6 separate regions of the Mus musculus genome follow, and all the other regions are linked to region 1. Evidence: chromatin contacts called from public Hi-C, HiChIP or PLAC-seq and promoter capture Hi-C data. All regions are on one chromosome and are shown on one strand. The core of a region is the stretch at or near the end of the contact, and the rest is flanking DNA. Distances in the headings are between cores, read along the strand shown. Region 1 holds the start of F5 (coagulation factor V). Region 2 holds the start of Fmo3 (flavin containing monooxygenase 3). Region 3 holds the start of Fmo2 (flavin containing monooxygenase 2). Region 4 holds the start of Sft2d2 (SFT2 domain containing 2). Region 5 holds the start of Fmo4 (flavin containing monooxygenase 4). Region 6 holds the start of Tiprl (TIP41, TOR signalling pathway regulator-like (S. cerevisiae)).

Region 1 (2,700 bases), core at 160-2,659:
GAATTTGCATTTTGGAAACTCCTGGAACTGTGGATCAGGAGTATAAGACATCATCCCTGCTCTTGAATAGATCATAATCTAGCCACAGATACAAGGGCATCTTGAAAACCTAATGAAAGGTTAGCAAAAGGAGTATATAATCTGAGCAGATTAAGTTCATGAAACGGAAAAGTCAACTGGAACCCAGAATCAGAGACAATGGCAGAAATTCTGACTTTAAAGAGCAGGGAAGCAGAAAGGGAAGGAAATCCGTGTGAGCATTCTTCCTAGTGTAGTTATGTGTGCACACATCTGCTAATTAATTACTTTTCAGTACATGGTCTCACTGCGTAGCTTAGGCTGATCTCAGGCCTCAAACTCACATTCCCCTGCTTCTAGCCCTCGTGTGCTGGGATTACAGGCATGTGCCATCATGCCTGACTCAAGAAGGGGCATTATAAACTGACTGAAGAATATCAGTGATGTGATCAGCAAAGAAACAGAAGCAGGAGTTGGGGGGAGGGGAGAAGGAAGGGAAGGGGGAGGGGTGGGGCAGGGGGAGGGAGAGGGAGAGGCTGCTGCGGAACCTGGATGGTACCAGATCACAATTTACTGGATGTGCTGGAAGCAGAAAGTCTGAGCAGAGACAAAGTTCTGGAGAATTCAGGGCAGGCCATCCTGCTGATTCAGGCATAATTCTCAGCTTTGCCACCAACAGAAAAATAAAATCTAAAACACCATGCCAAGGATACAGGAGAACGAGCAAAGACAAGATCATAGACTGTAGCTACCTAGGCCCTGGGGACTGTCCAGTTTACAACAGTTTGTCCCCTCCCAATAATAAGATCAAGGAAAACTAGAATTGCCATTCTTATTTTACAGATGTCAAAAGTATTTCTAAAGACATAGTTGGCCCCAGACCACACAGCTACTGACTATCTCAAATGAGTTCTCTAAACCCTGGTCTCGGCTACACTTGAGCTGGTGACAAGCCCTTACCAAGCGGTCTGTCCTAAGAGATTCAGACTGCTAACCTGTTGGTGGACCTGTCCTGAGGCTGTTTTCTGGTTACTGTGCAGTGCCATTTTCCTGGGATCTGAGGATGGGTGTTGGGTCTTACTAAGGCTTGCAGAAATCAGCTGACAAGCCTAAACTTTGAACCCCTACCCCATCCCCCCACCTCCACCCGCGCAGGTTAAGTGGGATTGCTGCTCCCACCTACGTTGAAGTGGGGGAAATGCTGCTTTGTGATGGGGCGGAGACCCTTGGGCACTGCTCCAGAGCCATAACCTCCAGCAGGCTTGCCCTTCCTTTCCCTCTACATTCCTTGTCTGGCATTCTCTCTAGTAAATGCCTGTGGCCACAGGGGGGAGTGACCTCAACAAGCCCCTGCCTACACTAGGCATAGAGGGAGGTAGGGTTAGACAGCCACCACAGGGGACAGGGACACTCACTGTGCCCTGCAGCTTCTTAGTCCTCCAGGGAGACAGATCAGCGCGCAACAGGGACAGAGCACTGAGCACTGTCGGTGGTGGCAGCGCGCGGCAGGACAAGGGCCATGCTCCTAGTCTGCCCGTGCTTCTTCCTCCTGGTGGTTCTGGGAACCCGCTGGGCGGGCTGGGGCAGCCACCAGGCAGAGGCCGCGCAACTAAGGCAGTTCTATGTGGCAGCTCAGGGGATCCTCTGGAACTATCATCCTGAGCCCACAGATCCAAGGTAACTGGGGGTGAAATCCAGGTGGGCTTCTTCAAGGAAGAAAATCTATTATAGTTGCAAGGGGTGGGGGTGGGCTGGGAGGAGGAGGAAAAGGAAAAGGAAGAGGAGGAGGAGGAGAGAGAGAGAGAGAGAGAGAGAGAGAGAGAGAGAGAGAGACTAATGTTGTGTGGGTGTAATTTTGTCTCTATGGACATAATTTATCATTTTGAGGATGTGGAAATTTCAATGTGAATGGTTAGCTGTGGCTTTCTTTCCAGGTGCAATCCCTAATCTGTTTTCCCCCCACGTTTGTTAGTTTAGTGTATTGATGGGTTGAAAGGACACACCTCCACAGCCCTCTTAGCCCTTCCTGTGCATTCGGCTTAAGCCTTTTGACAGTCTGCTTAAAAAAAAGAAAAAGGACCTTCTAGTTATATAATATTTATTCCTGTTAAACACAAGTTCATCTTCTAAAGAAAAAGATGTCAAAGCTGTCACCATGTACTTCATTATAAGGAGATTTTGTTGCCTTCCTATAAACGATTTTCACTGTGGGTTCAGAGGGAAGGGAAGGCACACTTGTATTTTCACTTTTCCTAGACTTACCCCTGGCTACCTAATGTGGCTTCATTTTTTCCTCTCATTTTGAGTTACTTCCTGGAATATGACTTATCCTGGGTATTTTGGTCTGCCCTGATTATTACCCATGTTAGTGAGCACATAAGGTAGTCATTCAAAGGCATGTCTAACTAAGAGGAGGCTTAAATAATATCAAACCTAACTTTGAGTTGCAGAATATATTTTGCTAACCTGCCTGCAGTTACCCAAGTCATAGATTCTACGTAGCACTTGCGACCACGAGTGTTTTTATTTTAAATGCTAAGCCTCGCTTACTGGTTGACGCATTTTTTTCCCTTTTAGTTGACATCAAAGTTTAAGTGATTGTGAAAGATGTGTTCCTCTTTTACAATTGCAAAACCAAAGCAATCAGCCAAAGAAAATAATGTAATATCTTGAAAGCAATGT
Region 2 (2,700 bases), core at 97-2,596, 1.2 Mb before region 1:
TTTACTTTTGGTTTACTAAGAAGTTTTACTTCGTCATGCAAGAAAACATTTATAGAGTAGTTTGGAATACCTGTTAGCCACGAAAGCACAGTTTGCACTTTTCTGAAACTTGGCAGAAGAGCAGTTGAACAAAGTCACCTGCAACTTTGAGATTTGTGATCTGAATTACAAATACTACCTTTCACAAACTCATGTTTAAAAAGTTTGTTTTTTTGGTGTGTGTCTCTGTGTAGGGGGGAGGCATGTCCACACATGTGCAGGGGCAGGTGAAAGCAAAGTGTATTAAGTATTCTATTTTCAGTCAGCTACCAAAATTAAGAGATTCACAACTAAGGTATGCAAATACTTATCCATGACACACATTCACAGTTAAGATATACACACGCACCTCCACACAATTGTTTATATGTGAATAAAGCAAACCCAACTATAGGTATAGATGTTTGATGGTCTCTCTGTGTGAGAGGGTAGGTTTCATGGTCATCTGCAGACATTCAAATCCCTTCTATAAACAGTCTAGTATTTTTGTCAAATGCATGAAATTTCCCTGTATCTTTCAATTCATCTCTGCATTATTTATAACTCATTACTTATAATTGATAATATTATCAATTCTGTAGAAATACTTCCTTAGCTGTATCACTTAAAGAATAGTATCAAGAGGGGGAAGAAAAGAAGCCTGTGTGTAGTCAATATAGATGCAGCCTTCATAGGCCTAGCTACACTATTGGTTCTTGGGTACTTGAATCTTCATAGGTAAAACACACACATGTATACACATGTATATACATGCACATACATATATGTAACACACACATATATAGAATATATGTATACCTATATTTATTTTATTTAACACAAGACTGGTAACATCTATATCTCACTATTTCAGAAGGCTACTCTTTTTCCTTCTTTAACAAAAATCAAATCATTGTCTTCAAACAACTCCTTCCCACTCTTACCCATTCTCAACCTCATTCTTAGAGAGAAGTATGTTCCTAATATTTTCCTATCCTTATGTTTTACCACTACCTTTCTACACTTTTTTTTAGGTAAAATTCCTTAGCTCTGCAAAGGAAAGACTTAGATGATGCGAATCATGTTGTATAATTCCCAGGAAAAAGAAAAACCTGACAATTTGCTGAATGACATGATATGTTCATTCCAGCCACACTAAATGTAGATCCATCCAAGTCCATTCATCCACCTGGCCCTCCTCTATGTTGCTTTCCCATTCACCCACAAGACTTTCCCTCCCTCAGCCCTTCACAATAGATTTTTTATTTTACCTTTTCTTTGTCTTCCTTTCTTCTCTGTGTTTAAACCCCTAGTCTTCTGGGGACTCTGAAAAGGAAAATGTTGTGCACCTTATATGTTTGTGTGTGCAGGAGAGTCATTGGAACAGGGAGGAGCTTATCTTAAAGGGATAATCCTCCATCCTGTAGCAAGCAAGCACATGCCCCAGCTCCTGTGATGTGCTGGTCTGTGGGCCACCTCTCTGGCCACTCAGACCTGCTTTCCTGTTAGCAGTAGTTAGTAACCTCCAGTTTCACTCTTTGGCCCTCGCTTTAGTGGTGGCAGACTCTCCAGATTGCTAAGGTTCTAGTTTCTATTTTTTTCTGTGCAATCCTAAAGTTTATTTTTTGTAGGTCTTTTGTGGTAGCCCGTGGTGTCCTTCAAAATCCTATTGTATATTAATCACAATTTGATTGTAGCAAAGATGGCATTTCTGTTCTATGAAAAAGAAACCCCAAACCAATAACCAACCAGCCAAAACAAACAAACAAACAAACAAACAAAATCCCAGGATTGCTAGTCACAGATATAACAAGCAGGTTGGATCTGGTCATGGGCTCACTGCTAATTTAGAAAAACTGTCTTATTCAGATGCATCACACTGAGGGTGGTGTGGGTCTTCTGTGAGACATCCTTCAGCAGCTTTAAAGTTATAGCTTGCAACTGCATTTTAAAGGAATTCCAATGGAAAGAGTTTGTTGCCTCTTGCCAACACAATTCACCCTCCTAATAGCCCTCCAGGGGAAGTCTCCCTCTGCTCAGAAGGCAAGAGACCTGGCAGGAGGCTGTACCCAGTGTTCAGGACGATCATTGAGCTTTTATTTCCACTGGTCAACCTCTCTGTCTACAGACAGACATAGGTGTCAGCATCCAAAGCTGCCTGACACTTGGATAAAGCAGGATAGGGACATGTGGTTATAGCCACAGGAGAGTATTCTACATAAGGAACCAAGAAGCCAGCAGAGCCAAGCCCAGCCCTTCAGAAAGCAGTGGAAAACAAACAAGCACTTGAAAGTGTTTAACCAAAGCCTTTTTAAAAAGTAACTTTACAAGCTTTGTTTTCTGTCAGTAATCTAATGCACATATCATTGTCTGTTTTACTCAAATATTTAGATGTCTGAAAAACATTGAGACTTAGTGTGTTGAATATGTACTTTCCAAAAGAGCCACCAGTGTGAGCATAGTCATAGACTGCCTCACAGTCCAGGATAGGAGGTAGCACCGGGACGGTGAGCAGAGAATTTATACAAAGGTTGGCATGGATAGAAAAAATGGACATATGGGCAGTGTTGGGTCATGTTAAAAAAATTAGCTGAATGCAGAATAATAACCATTTCTGAACATGCCAGACTTTTAGAGAAAGCACTTGCTTCCAAAGGGAGATTAATTGCATGGAAAGGTAGA
Region 3 (2,700 bases), core at 53-2,552, 1.3 Mb before region 1:
TTCTTTTTGAGACAGAGTTTTGTTATGTAGCCCAAGCTGACTTCACGTTTCTAGTCCTCCTGCTTCACTCTCCTTTGTGGTGGGGCTCTAGGCATGTGCTCCCACTGTGAGGTGGGAACGTAAATAGTTTCAGTCACAGACCGTAAGTCTTTATAGTTGTCTGTGAATCTGTTAATAAAAATTTGAATGACAGCTAGTAAATAGAATGACTTTGTTTAATAGAAAATACACAATAAAGAGGTTCACAGCGGTTTTACTAGAAAACCAGATAACCAGAAAAGCTCAGTAGGCAAACATGGCTTAATTTTCAGAGAAAAATAAAGTCAGTAGTGATAGGGGTCCATTCTCTGAAGAAGCACTTTGCTCAATGATTAAAGGTGATGACATAAATATAATTCTGTTTACTTCTATTTTATAAAGTGCTCCCTAATATTAGCATATTACCTAGCTGGCTTGTCGGACAATGATAAAAACACGGGCTGTTTTGCTTTAGCTGGATTTTAAAGAGAAGGTTCCCTACATCCCTGGATTGATCACACAGGTTGGCACAGCATTGACCTGGGAGAGATGCCAGCCTGAGTTCATTTCCTGGTTAGCTGCATAAGTAAATAAAAATAAAATTGGATCAGAGCTGCTTAAGATATCTTTCAATAAGGCCCAACAGCCTTCTTGGCGATCTCAGCGTGACCTATTCTGAGGTAAGAAAGGTCTCACTTACTTTGAATCTCCACAGTCCCCCTATATCTTCAGTCCTTTCGAAGCAGGTGGGCTCCAGACCCTCGTCCACGCAGCACTTCAGAGAGATTAGGCCACTGACCCCTGCTCCAATCACCACAACCTTCTTTGCCATTGTCTCCTGTCAATAGTTGATCAGTCATTACTGCTTAGCAAGGACAAAGGTAAGAGGATCCTGCCCTGTGGTCAGGTAACTGACTTACCACAGGATGGGTGGTAGTTTAATACGCAGCACTAATTGAATAAAATGCCTCACTAACCAAATCTTCACCCTTCCTCCCCTTCAGAGAAACTTGTCTGGTCATATGACCTTCATTGTAAACGTGTTTACAAAGTCCTGGCTTAATATTAAAAAGGAATCCCGTTGAGCAAGCCAAGTTATTCAACAAAGCAGTCCCAGGGTTGTGAGCCAAAGCTGGTTGTGTTCTCTGGCGTCCCGAGAACTTCCTCCTCAGCTTTTGTCCCCAGCCCTCATCCTTACCTTTATTTGTGCTTCTTAGCACTGTCCTCTTGGCAGAAGAGTTCCCCCTGAGGGTTGTGTGCGGAGAGATGGGAGTATTTAAGAGATGGAGGAGGCTGTGAGAAGTGGGAGGAGCTTGTTCGCTCAGCCAGCTAAACCTCTAAGGACTTCATCAGTATTGAAATTAAGCAAGAGATGCACTTCTTAAGGTCGGGAACACTGAACACATAGCATTCGGATGGTCTAAATAATTACGTTTATCATCAGTGTAGAAAATGTGCATTAGCAAATTGAAAAGAGTAGATAAATAAAAAGAAATTAAATCCACCCCTACCATCACCATTCAGAGATACCTACAACAAACACCATTGACATTTGGCAACTTATTCCATCTATTATATATGTGTATATATGTCCATGCACCCACTTCTGCATGGAGGTGGAGGCCAGAAAACATGAGGGTTTTCTTTCTACATTTGATTACAGTTTTATTTATTTCAGAGGGCATTGCTACAGTGCACATTTGGAGGTCAGAGGACAATATGGAGGAATGGATTTTCTCCTTTTACCGTGGGTCCCTGGGATCAACTCAAACCAGGCTGACTGAAAGGGTCTTTACCCACTAAGCTACCTCACTGACACATTAAAACCTCTTGGGAACAAAACACCCATGGAAGGAGTTACAGAGCCAAAGTTTGGAGCTGAGAAGAAAGGATGGACCACCTAGAGACTGCCATATCCAGGGATCCACCCCATAATCAGCCTCCAAACGCTGACGCCATTGCATACACTAGCAAGATTTTGCTGAAAGGACCCTGAGATAGCTATCTCTTGTGAGATTATGCCGGGGCCTAGCAAACACAGAAGTGGATGCTCACAGTCAGCTATTGGATGGATCACAGGGCCCCCAATGGAGGAGCTAGAGAAAGCACCCAAGGAGCTAGGATCTGCAACCCTATAGGTGGAACAACAATATGAACTAACCAGTACCCCCCCGGAGCTCGTGTCTCTAGCTGCATATGTATCAGAAGATGGCCTAGTTGGCCATCATTGGAAAGAGAGGCCCATTGGTCGTGCAAACTTTATATGCCTCTGTACAGGGGAACGCCAGGGCCAAGAAGTGGGAGTGGGTGGGTAAGGGAGTGGGGGAGGGAGGGTATGGGGGACTTGAAATGTAAATGAAGAAAATACCTAATTTTAAAAAATACATAAAAAACCTCTTTTTAAAATTTTTATTAGATATTTTCTTACATTTCAAATGTTATCCCCTTCCCTGGTCCCCCACTCCCGGAAATCCCCTATCCCATCCCCTCTCTTACTGCTTACCAACCCACCCACTCCCGCTTCTCTATCCTGGCATTCCCTTACACTGGGGCATCGAGGCTTCTCAGGACCAGGGGCCTCTCCTCGCATTGATGTCCAACAAGGCAATCCTCTGCTACATATGGGGCAGTAGCCATGGGTCACTCTATGTGTACTCTTTGGCTGGTGGTTTAGTCCCTGGG
Region 4 (2,700 bases), core at 151-2,650, 1.0 Mb after region 1:
TGGGTTATCTTTAGTCCCCAGGAAGCAGTTCTTTCTTGCCCACCTGTGTCTGATGTAACAGTGACTAACCTCCCGGAAACTGCTAGGGAAAAACACCTTGGAATTTATTATCTTAACAAGGTTTTCGAATGCTATCAGGCAGCCTCTGGGAGCCACAGCTGAGATTCCTCCACACTGCCCTAACTGCCTGCTTACCGCTTCCACTAATGCTTCTGAAAAGTACCTTAATTTGTTAATTTGTTCTGTTACTCTAAGAACTTATCAAACTGTTATCATGTTGGAACACTGAGTTTGCAGAAACCTGAATCTGTCCTGGGGCCATGGTCACTCGTATTTGGCTTCAAAATAATTTATTCTCTTTGAGATGCAGTTGTGTTTTGTTTTGTTTTTTTGCAAAGACAAAACTCAGAACAAAATCAACCACAGAAGTGAGCGCAGAATGTTGGGGAAACCACAAGAAAGTCAAGTAAACACTAAAGAGGAACTCCAATTTCCAAGGAAAAGGGGCTATTGCATCTCGTTCAACACCCTTCTTTCTCAGAAGGGGAAACCGGGGCTAAGGATACATCAAGTAAAACGTAATTCTGTCTTCAATCAAGAAAGGAAATGTAAACAAACTTCCAAAGCACCCAAAATATGACATTCTGAGTGGCTCTGGAGCACAGGACTTTTGTGGTCAAGTTTCAGAGCCATCAAAGCCCTACTAACAAAACAAACACACTGGCAGTCTCCGAGCGTGGTGAGAATCTATAGTTTAGAAAGTAGCCCTGGAGATTCGGAGACCTGGTAAGTCCCTGTTATCAGGCGTTCACGGAGTTTTACAATTACAAAGCAGAACGCATAAGGTCTGGCTCTCACACCCCACAACCTAAACTAGTCCGCGATCCGGCGGTGGATCCTTCCACGAAGGCCGCCGGCCTCGCCCAACTCCAAAGGGCTCTCTCTCCCTGGCCGGTCCGGCTGGGATGGGGCTCGGGGCCCGGATTCCAGGAGGCCCCGGGATCCACACTCCCACTCCACAGATTTCTGAGGTCTTGCTTCAGAGCCTCAAGCCCTTCGGAGGGAAGGTTGGAGAGGGTTCGGGAGCCACGCCTTCCACAAAGCTCGCGCTGCCACCTGTGGCTGTGTCCCGGCAGAGCTCGGCGCGGCGGGCCGGAGGACAGCAGGGCAGCTGTCCAAGAAATGCCAACTCCCCCGGTGCACGCACCTCGGACAGACCGCTGCGGTCCTCGGTGTCCTGGCCGCTCAGAACTTTCTTCAGCTTGTCCATGTCAGGGTCCCGACCGCCGCCTTTGGCGTTCGCTCCGCCTACCACTCTTCGGGGTGCGCAGCCGCCGCCCCTCCGCCCGCTGCCAACCACGGCGCGCCCCGCCCAGGCACCTGCCCACCTGCCCGCCCGGCATGCCCCGCGCCAGCCACGCCCCCTGAACGAGCTCCTTGGGGTCACCCGGGGCGGGGCCGAGAGAGTCGGGGTGAAGTCGGCCAGGCGATACCTAACCCGGAAGCTGGCTGCGCGCCCGGGCTTCACGGATTCGTTCCAGCGCCCAGCACCACCATGTGCCAGGGCCTGGAACAACGCAGGCCTTTCGCAAACTTACCCATGGATGCTGAAGTTAATCCGCTGGTGGTTGTACACCGCAGATCTATAAAAATATATATTTCCCACGTTAAGTAGAACAAATCAGTGTGCAACAGGCTGGAGCAGTACAACCCTGTGTATTCTTAAAAGCAGCAATTCCTACGTCATCCCTAGGGGAAATGGCTCGGGAGATATGACTTGGGCAACACCTGAACAGATGGCAAGTGGTGAGAAGAATCAATATTTTCGTGTTTGGTAAATGCTTTACTTCAATCAGTCTGCAGCACTACTGAGGCTATGAAGCAGAATCCATATGAAGTCATGGGCTCTTCCAGACAGGACAGAAATTTGCTCACCTTGCACACTGGTGGCCAGAGATATCTGGAACACCTATGTTAAGATTAAACTAGTTCAGAAAAGGCACTGAGACCAAGGTGTAGCTCAGTGAGAGAATGCTTGCCTAGCATATGCAAGGCTTTGGGTTCAGTTTCCACCACTGTCCCTGCTTCCCAAAAAAGGGAAAGGAGACCACAGAGGAACTTCAGAAACACCCCCTAGGTCACTTTACCTCCCACATATTTTCATGTGAGGTCTCCAGCGTCCTTCTTCACTTGTATAAAAACATAAAAACATAAGACCAGCTGCTGCTGCCTCTGCAGGGACTCCTCTTACCTGCCACATTTTCCAGTGAGTCCTTACACCTCTCTGTAAGACGTCAAACATCAGAGCACAGTGCAAAGGCTGTGTCCTGAAAGATCCACTCTAGCTCTGTCATTTGCCACTTAGGAGGCCTTGAGCTAGAAGCTCCTTAGCCTTTCTGGTCCCCAGCTGATTTCCTCTGTAGAGTGAGCACAATGGCTTCCAAACGTGACTGTGGAAAGCAAGCATGACTGTATAGACAGGTCTGGAGCAGAGGGGAATTTAAATAGCATTTAGTAGAAGCTGTCCTTGTTCTCTCCTAGCCTGATGGCTTTTCCAGCCACCTGTGGTGAGGTGATAGAACTGGCCCCCACAGGCTCATGTGTAAACACTTGGCCCATAGGGAATGGTACTACTAGGAGGTGTGGTCTTGTTGGAGTAGTTGTGGCCTTGTTAGAGGAAGTGTGTCACTGTGGGGGAAG
Region 5 (2,700 bases), core at 77-2,576, 1.3 Mb before region 1:
GCTGAGCTGAGGGCTTCAGACATCCTGTGACCCGATCATTGAGGCTCTCTCTGTCCCTTTTCTCAGGGCTTCCTGTTCCAAACTTACTGCTGTTCATCTGTCTGTGAGGTTGAGGGTCTCTGTACCTGGCTTACTGTGTATTTCCAAAGCTGTTACCGCTTCCATTCCAGCTGAGTTCATTTGGGAGAAGGAGACTGGACACTTCAAACTTTCCTACTGAATGAGAATGGACCCACAGGTTCATATGTGTTTAGTTGCCAGGGAGTGGAACTATTTGAAAAGATTAGAAAGATAAGGCCTATCCAATAGCTGACTGTGAGCATCCACTTCTGTGTTTGCTAGGCCCCGGCCTAGTCTCACAAGAGACAGCTATATCAGGGTCCTTTCAGCAAACACTTGCTAGTGTATGCAATGGTGTCATCGTTTGGAGGCTGATTATGGGATGGATCCCTGGATATGGCATGGATCACAGGGCCCCCAATGGAGGAGCTAGAGAAAGTATCCAAGGAGCTAAAGAGATCTGCAACCCTGTAGATGCAACAACATTATGAACTAACCAGTACCCTGGAGCTCTTGACTCTAGCTGCATATGTATCAAAAGATGGCCTAGTCAGCCATCACTGGAAAGAGAGGCCCATTGGACACGCAAACTTTATATATATGCCCCAGTACAGGGGAACGCCAGGGCCAAAAAGTGGGAATGGGTGGGTAGGGGAGGGGGGGGGGAGGGTATGGGGGACTTTTGGGATAGCATTGGAAATGTAATTGAGGAAAATACATAGTAAAAAATATTTTAAAAATATTTAAAAAAAAAGAAAGATAAGGCCTTATTGAAGGAAGAATGTCACTGGAGGTGGGCTTTGAGTTTTCAAAAACTCATGCTGAGCCCAGAGTCTCTCTGTTTGTGGATCAGGAAGTAGCTCCAATCTACTGCCTGTCTATTACCATGCTTCCTACCATGATAATAATGGAACTTATTAAGAATAATGAACTTCAACTAAACTAAATGTTTCTCATAAGAGTCAGCTTGAACATGTTGTCTCTTCACAGCAACAGTGACTACAACAGTTATTGAGAAGTTATTAGACCTACTACAAAATACCCAACAAAACATCAACATAACAACAACAACCCAACCAAAACACTCTCAGGTGTACCACTGGTAAAATATGAAAGCTACCTGTGTTAATGGACTGTGTAAACAATATACTTACATAAAAGGACCCAGAACAAAAGACTCACTGTTCATCCTTCCACCCTCTGTTCCTAAGAGGGACAGTTCCTCTAGACAACATGGCAAACATACCTGTGAGTTCCCTTGAGTTGTGAATATGGGGTGGTGTTTAACCAGGGACAAATGGCCTTCACCGTGAAGAACTCTTGAATTTCTGGATGAAGGTCAGAAGTTGTCAGATCTCCGTCATGCCCTGTCTTTGAAACGACACAGGAGTTAGTTAAACTGATAAAGTGGAAAGTACGTTAGTGGGATAGACTGACAGCAAAGGAATTCATTCACTATTGAGCCTATTCTAGAGTAGACTATGGAGTACTGGACTCTACCATTGGTTTCAGGATTAGTAATGCTGGCAATAGAAACACATCTGTACACTTCAATATTAGTCTTTAAGTACCATGATCCTCTGATGGTGATAGCAATTTGAAAATGTGGTTTATGTTAGTAAGAGAAGGTTATAAGCAAGATGAAAACAGAGAGAACTGAACCTACTCCTGTTTCTGCCTCTAGCCAGGTATGTCACCTTGGCCAAAATTCCTGAAAACACCTTAAAGTGCCCCCCCCCCAACTCAAGTTTGAAAGTTTTTCATCTGAGACCAAATAACTCATAAAATAAAAACAAATCCACAAAAAAGAAAGGGGGGAAAAAGCTGCAAAACCCTCAGACAACAATGAAAACAACCCCCTCCCCCAATTCAACAAACAGTCAAGCAAAATCCAGCTCTGAATTAAAACTTGAAGGCCTAAGAAAGGTGCTACCTCTGTCAATTCTAAGGAACGCTAAAATGTGAGAAATACTGCATTGCCCTCTGGCTAGAAAGGAGACCAGAGTTTCTGAACTTGGACCTTTGTACAACAACCAAACCCCACCTCAAACCTTATCAGTCAGTAAACTCTTCCAACATATGGAACGACACAGCTAGGATTTCTGGGAGGTTGCCATTTGGTGATGTACTAATTAATCCACCTTATCACCACGGAGCTGTGGTTTTGTATCATTCTAAGATCAGAGTGGGACCCGCTGGACAACTGTGTGTGACCGACACGGGGGTCTTTCCTTTGGATAGTCTGCTCCAACTTTGTTCCGCTTTCTATCTCCTTTAACCCTATTGCTCTTACCTTAGTCAACGGGCTTCAGAAGCTAATCACATGCCTTCCGCAAAAACACACTTTCTGTTCACCTTCCCAAGAGCAGTTTCTAGGGAAGTTTCCTCTTGAAGGGGGAAAAAATCCAGGGCACTTACCTTGCAAGCACTGATCAGGTGAGAAGCCAAAGGTGAGAGGTCAAAGGTGGAGTTTGTTTTATAGAACACAAGGAAGAAGTTTCAGTCTCAGAGCCTTGTCCTGAAGTGGAAACAGTGCTCACTTTGCTGACTTTGGTCAAACTCTCAGTTTAACACAAAAACCGGTGGCTTCTTCTGCCAGGCTATGGACAACAGGGAGTTGTATTAATGTGAATTCCACAA
Region 6 (2,700 bases), core at 45-2,544, 1.1 Mb after region 1:
CTTTCTTTCCATCAACTGCCTACCAAACTTAAGCACTGAATCTCAGCTTCTGTCATCTCTTTCCTGCTTACTGGCCTCCTCTCCAGCATTCCAGCCCTCCATCTTCTACAACACCTCCAAGAAACCTTCCAGACACAACCACGATGCATGTAGATATTGAGTAAAACTACACCTGATGACTACTATATAAAATTCAAACTTCTTAGCAAGACAGAGAACTCTCCAATGACGAGGGAGGCAACACTCTGCCAGGGCGCCCCCCCCCCAAACTTTGTCAGGATACAGTTATAGGCATCCCCAAACACCTCAGATCTCAGTCTGAGTGCTGGCTTTACCCGGCCATCCAGTCTCCAGACTTGATCAAGATTCTGCCCAGGTGCACTGACCCTCGCGCGAACACACTAACGCGCACACACACCTGTATACATCTTCATCCTAACCAACCACACAATAATATAACGGTCTCTCGTGAAACTATGAATTCCTTGGGCCTTTCTCTTTCATCTGTCCTATCTCAAGTGCTTATCACAGCACCTGATTTGCTAAAAGAAGGAAAGAAAAAAAAAAAAAAACCTGAAATCTTCATCCTAAACAGTCACACAGTAACGTCACACGGTCTCACGTCCTCTGAAGTCTGTGGTACTCAATGGTTCATGTTCAGAACCTCAAGAGCACACCACAGAACCAAAGAAGCTCAAAACTAAACATAAATACCATTTCCGTCATTGCCCGCAAGGGAACAGGTCATCGCGCCCAGAAAGGTTGCGCAGGCTTAGGTAGGAAAAAAAGGAGCGGCGAGGTTTAGGTGAAGTCCACCAAAACAGCCGCGCTCAGTTCAACCCTGAGAAGCTACAGTTCCAGCAAGCAGAGGTCGCCGCGAGCAGGGAACAGGACCATTTACTGAAGTTGTCAATCAACGGTCGGTCAGAGGGACCGAGCCTGCGGCCCCAAGTACCGCGTGAGGCTGCACCGAGACCGTCAGACCCCCAGCCCGGACACCAACCGGACCTGGCCCGGCTCGGCTCGGCTCGGCTCGGCTCGGCCCGGCCCCGCCCCACAGCCTCACTTTTCCACATCCGCAGACTTCATGATGTGGGTCTTGGACGCCGTCAGCTTCCAAGGCCCGAAGGAGAAGTCCTGGTGGCTGCTCTGAAAGCCGTGGATCATCATGGCAGAAGCGGAGCCGCAGGGTTACTCGGAGCAAGCGCCTGCGGCAGCGGTCGCACGATGGCCCTCTCTGCAGCGCGGCTCCTGGGCGCGTCCGTTACCATCTCGGCCCCGCCCCCTGCCGCCGCGCCGTAGGCCCGCCCTTCCGCCGTCTCTTCCGCCCCTCCTGGTTTTACTTCCGGGACCACTAGCTCAGGGTGACACACGTCTTACGTGGAGACGCTGAGGGGCGGGACTTGAGCGCGGGGGTGTCGCTCTGGCGCGCCGCCCTGAAGTCTCCGGGTGACGTCACCCCAGAGTGAATGTGGGAATTTGTCTTTCTGGATCCAGAGCCCCGTGCTTCACTGCCTTACCTCCTCCTTACAGACCGCTCCAAGCAGTGTCATCACCTCTTGTGCTTATGAGTCGTGGTGAAGAGGACATGCCCAATGTCCCTATCGCTCAGGAAGCCCAGCACCAACAGCGACTTTGGAGCCAATGACAAATAGTAGCTCCTCCACCTTGAATCCCAGTGGAAGAGCCCCACTTTCTTACCGTGCAAACCGCCGACGCCCTGTGTTTGATTCTTTGTACCACGAAAGAAACGTCAAATTATCCTTATGATATTTTAAGACTTTTCTACCCGCACACAGGTGTAGTGGAAACGACGCTGAAAGCCCGGTGCTCCGTCCATGCTTGCAGTGCAACTGTGTGTATCTTTGGGTAAAACACAACTGATTCTTTTCGGCCCCAGCTGCCTCAAAATGAGATGGTTTAATGTTTGAGCATCTCAAAACTGTTCACCATCTCAATTCCAACACCCCCTCTCTTATTCACTCAGTGTTTGTTTCATCGACGCTGGAACCGCTAAGCAGCGTTGTTGCATGATTTCTGCTTCAATTCCTACCTTGTCTACCAGAAGGTGTTAAGCCAAGTAAACCTTTTCCTCCTCAGGTATTTTCTGTTTGTGTGTCTGTCCCAGGAACCCATCATCAATTTCCCCTGCCCAAGGTGTCTGGATTAATTCATTCCGTTGGCATCCTATCCTTGGTTCCTACATAGTTACTCTATTTCCATTGCCTACGGAAAGTAGGGCGTCTCAGCTTCCGCAGAGGATAAAGATGTTCATCCCGAATAGTGGAGGATTGTCTACCATCACTGACCTCCAGAGGTTGGCCCCTGACGCACTTCCCAAGGAGGCTGGGGTCCTTTCACTGACGTTACATTGTAAACCTCACATCATCTAGATCTGCTAGAAGACCTAATAAGGAGGTAAATGAGCAAATTACATGCAACGAAATCCATCCTCTTTTCTTTCTGAAAGAGTTCCATACAGCCAGCCTAGGCTAGCCTTCAATTCACTATTGTAGCTAAGGAGGACCTTGAATTCCTGATTGTTCTGCTTCTTCCCAAGTGCCGTGTGTGTGTGTGTGTGTGTGTGTGTGTGTGTGTGTTTTTCACCAAGCCTCCAACATTCTTACTATATGAAGTCTTCCTTTGAATTTTTCTGCATTAGGCCAAGAAAAAAATGTATAGAATCTCTGTGATTTTTGA

Evidence for each region. Promoter capture Hi-C pulls out the DNA fragments that hold promoters and counts their contacts. Hi-C and Micro-C count contacts between places; a contact is called where the count stands out from the background. HiChIP or PLAC-seq counts read pairs in DNA pulled down with a chosen protein or histone mark.
Region 2: a Hi-C map of liver shows a contact between it and region 1, with 4 times the contacts expected there. The contact joins the promoter of Fmo3 here to the promoter of F5 in region 1. A contact is called at or near these places in 3 of 39 promoter capture datasets (cranial neural crest, embryonic stem cells and liver) and 1 of 484 Hi-C or Micro-C datasets (liver).
Region 3: a promoter capture Hi-C map of liver shows a contact between it and region 1, with 4 times the contacts expected there. The contact joins the promoter of Fmo2 here to the promoter of F5 in region 1. A contact is called at or near these places in 8 of 39 promoter capture datasets (cranial neural crest, embryonic stem cells, frontonasal cranial neural crest and 4 more), 1 of 15 datasets of contacts at CTCF or cohesin (embryonic stem cells), 6 of 484 Hi-C or Micro-C datasets (MC3T3-E1-derived osteoblasts, cardiomyocytes, cortical neurons and 3 more) and 1 of 9 other capture datasets (adipose tissue).
Region 4: a contact with region 1 is called in a promoter capture Hi-C map of the C10 cell line, with 2.7 times the contacts expected there. The contact joins the promoter of Sft2d2 here to the promoter of F5 in region 1. A contact is called at or near these places in 8 of 39 promoter capture datasets (the 3T3-L1 cell line, 3T3-L1-derived adipocytes, the C10 cell line and 3 more), 3 of 484 Hi-C or Micro-C datasets (B cells, CD4 T cells and Th1 cells) and 4 of 115 datasets of contacts at active chromatin or transcription factors (astrocytes, large pre-B cells, regulatory T cell precursor and 1 more).
Region 5: a promoter capture Hi-C map of liver shows a contact between it and region 1, with 2.9 times the contacts expected there. The contact joins the promoter of Fmo4 here to the promoter of F5 in region 1. A contact is called at or near these places in 4 of 39 promoter capture datasets (the 3T3-L1 cell line, liver and maxillary cranial neural crest) and 1 of 9 other capture datasets (adipose tissue).
Region 6: a contact with region 1 is called in an H3K4me3 HiChIP or PLAC-seq map of pro-B cells, with 5 times the contacts expected there. The contact joins the promoter of Tiprl here to the promoter of F5 in region 1. A contact is called at or near these places in 1 of 15 datasets of contacts at CTCF or cohesin (large pre-B cells), 1 of 484 Hi-C or Micro-C datasets (B cells), 4 of 115 datasets of contacts at active chromatin or transcription factors (large pre-B cells, pancreatic cancer cells, pro-B cells and 1 more) and 1 of 9 other capture datasets (liver).

Annotation. Positions count from the first base shown.
Region 1 is chr1:164,150,426-164,153,125 of GRCm38.p6, forward strand. F5 (coagulation factor V) reads left to right here and starts at 1,410. Exons shown (of 25, transcript NM_007976.3): 1 at 1,410-1,695. The coding sequence starts at 1,538. Gm16548 (predicted gene 16548) reads right to left here and starts at 1,792. Exons shown (of 3, transcript NR_037987.1): 1 at 1,434-1,792.
Region 2 is chr1:162,983,182-162,985,881 of GRCm38.p6, forward strand. It overlaps Fmo3 (flavin containing monooxygenase 3), which reads right to left and starts at 1,347. Exons shown (of 9, transcript NM_008030.2): 1 at 1,290-1,347.
Region 3 is chr1:162,897,456-162,900,155 of GRCm38.p6, forward strand. Fmo2 (flavin containing monooxygenase 2) reads right to left here and starts at 1,303. Exons shown (of 9, transcript NM_018881.4): 1 at 1,217-1,303; 2 at 719-856. The coding sequence starts at 850.
Region 4 is chr1:165,193,033-165,195,732 of GRCm38.p6, forward strand. Sft2d2 (SFT2 domain containing 2) reads right to left here and starts at 1,401. Exons shown (of 8, transcript NM_145512.4): 1 at 1,208-1,401. The coding sequence starts at 1,270.
Region 5 is chr1:162,811,223-162,813,922 of GRCm38.p6, forward strand. It overlaps Fmo4 (flavin containing monooxygenase 4), which reads right to left and starts at 1,327. Exons shown (of 9, transcript NM_144878.1): 1 at 1,307-1,327.
Region 6 is chr1:165,235,664-165,238,363 of GRCm38.p6, forward strand. It overlaps Tiprl (TIP41, TOR signalling pathway regulator-like (S. cerevisiae)), which reads right to left and starts at 1,295. Exons shown (of 7, transcript NM_145513.4): 1 at 1,067-1,295. The coding sequence starts at 1,170.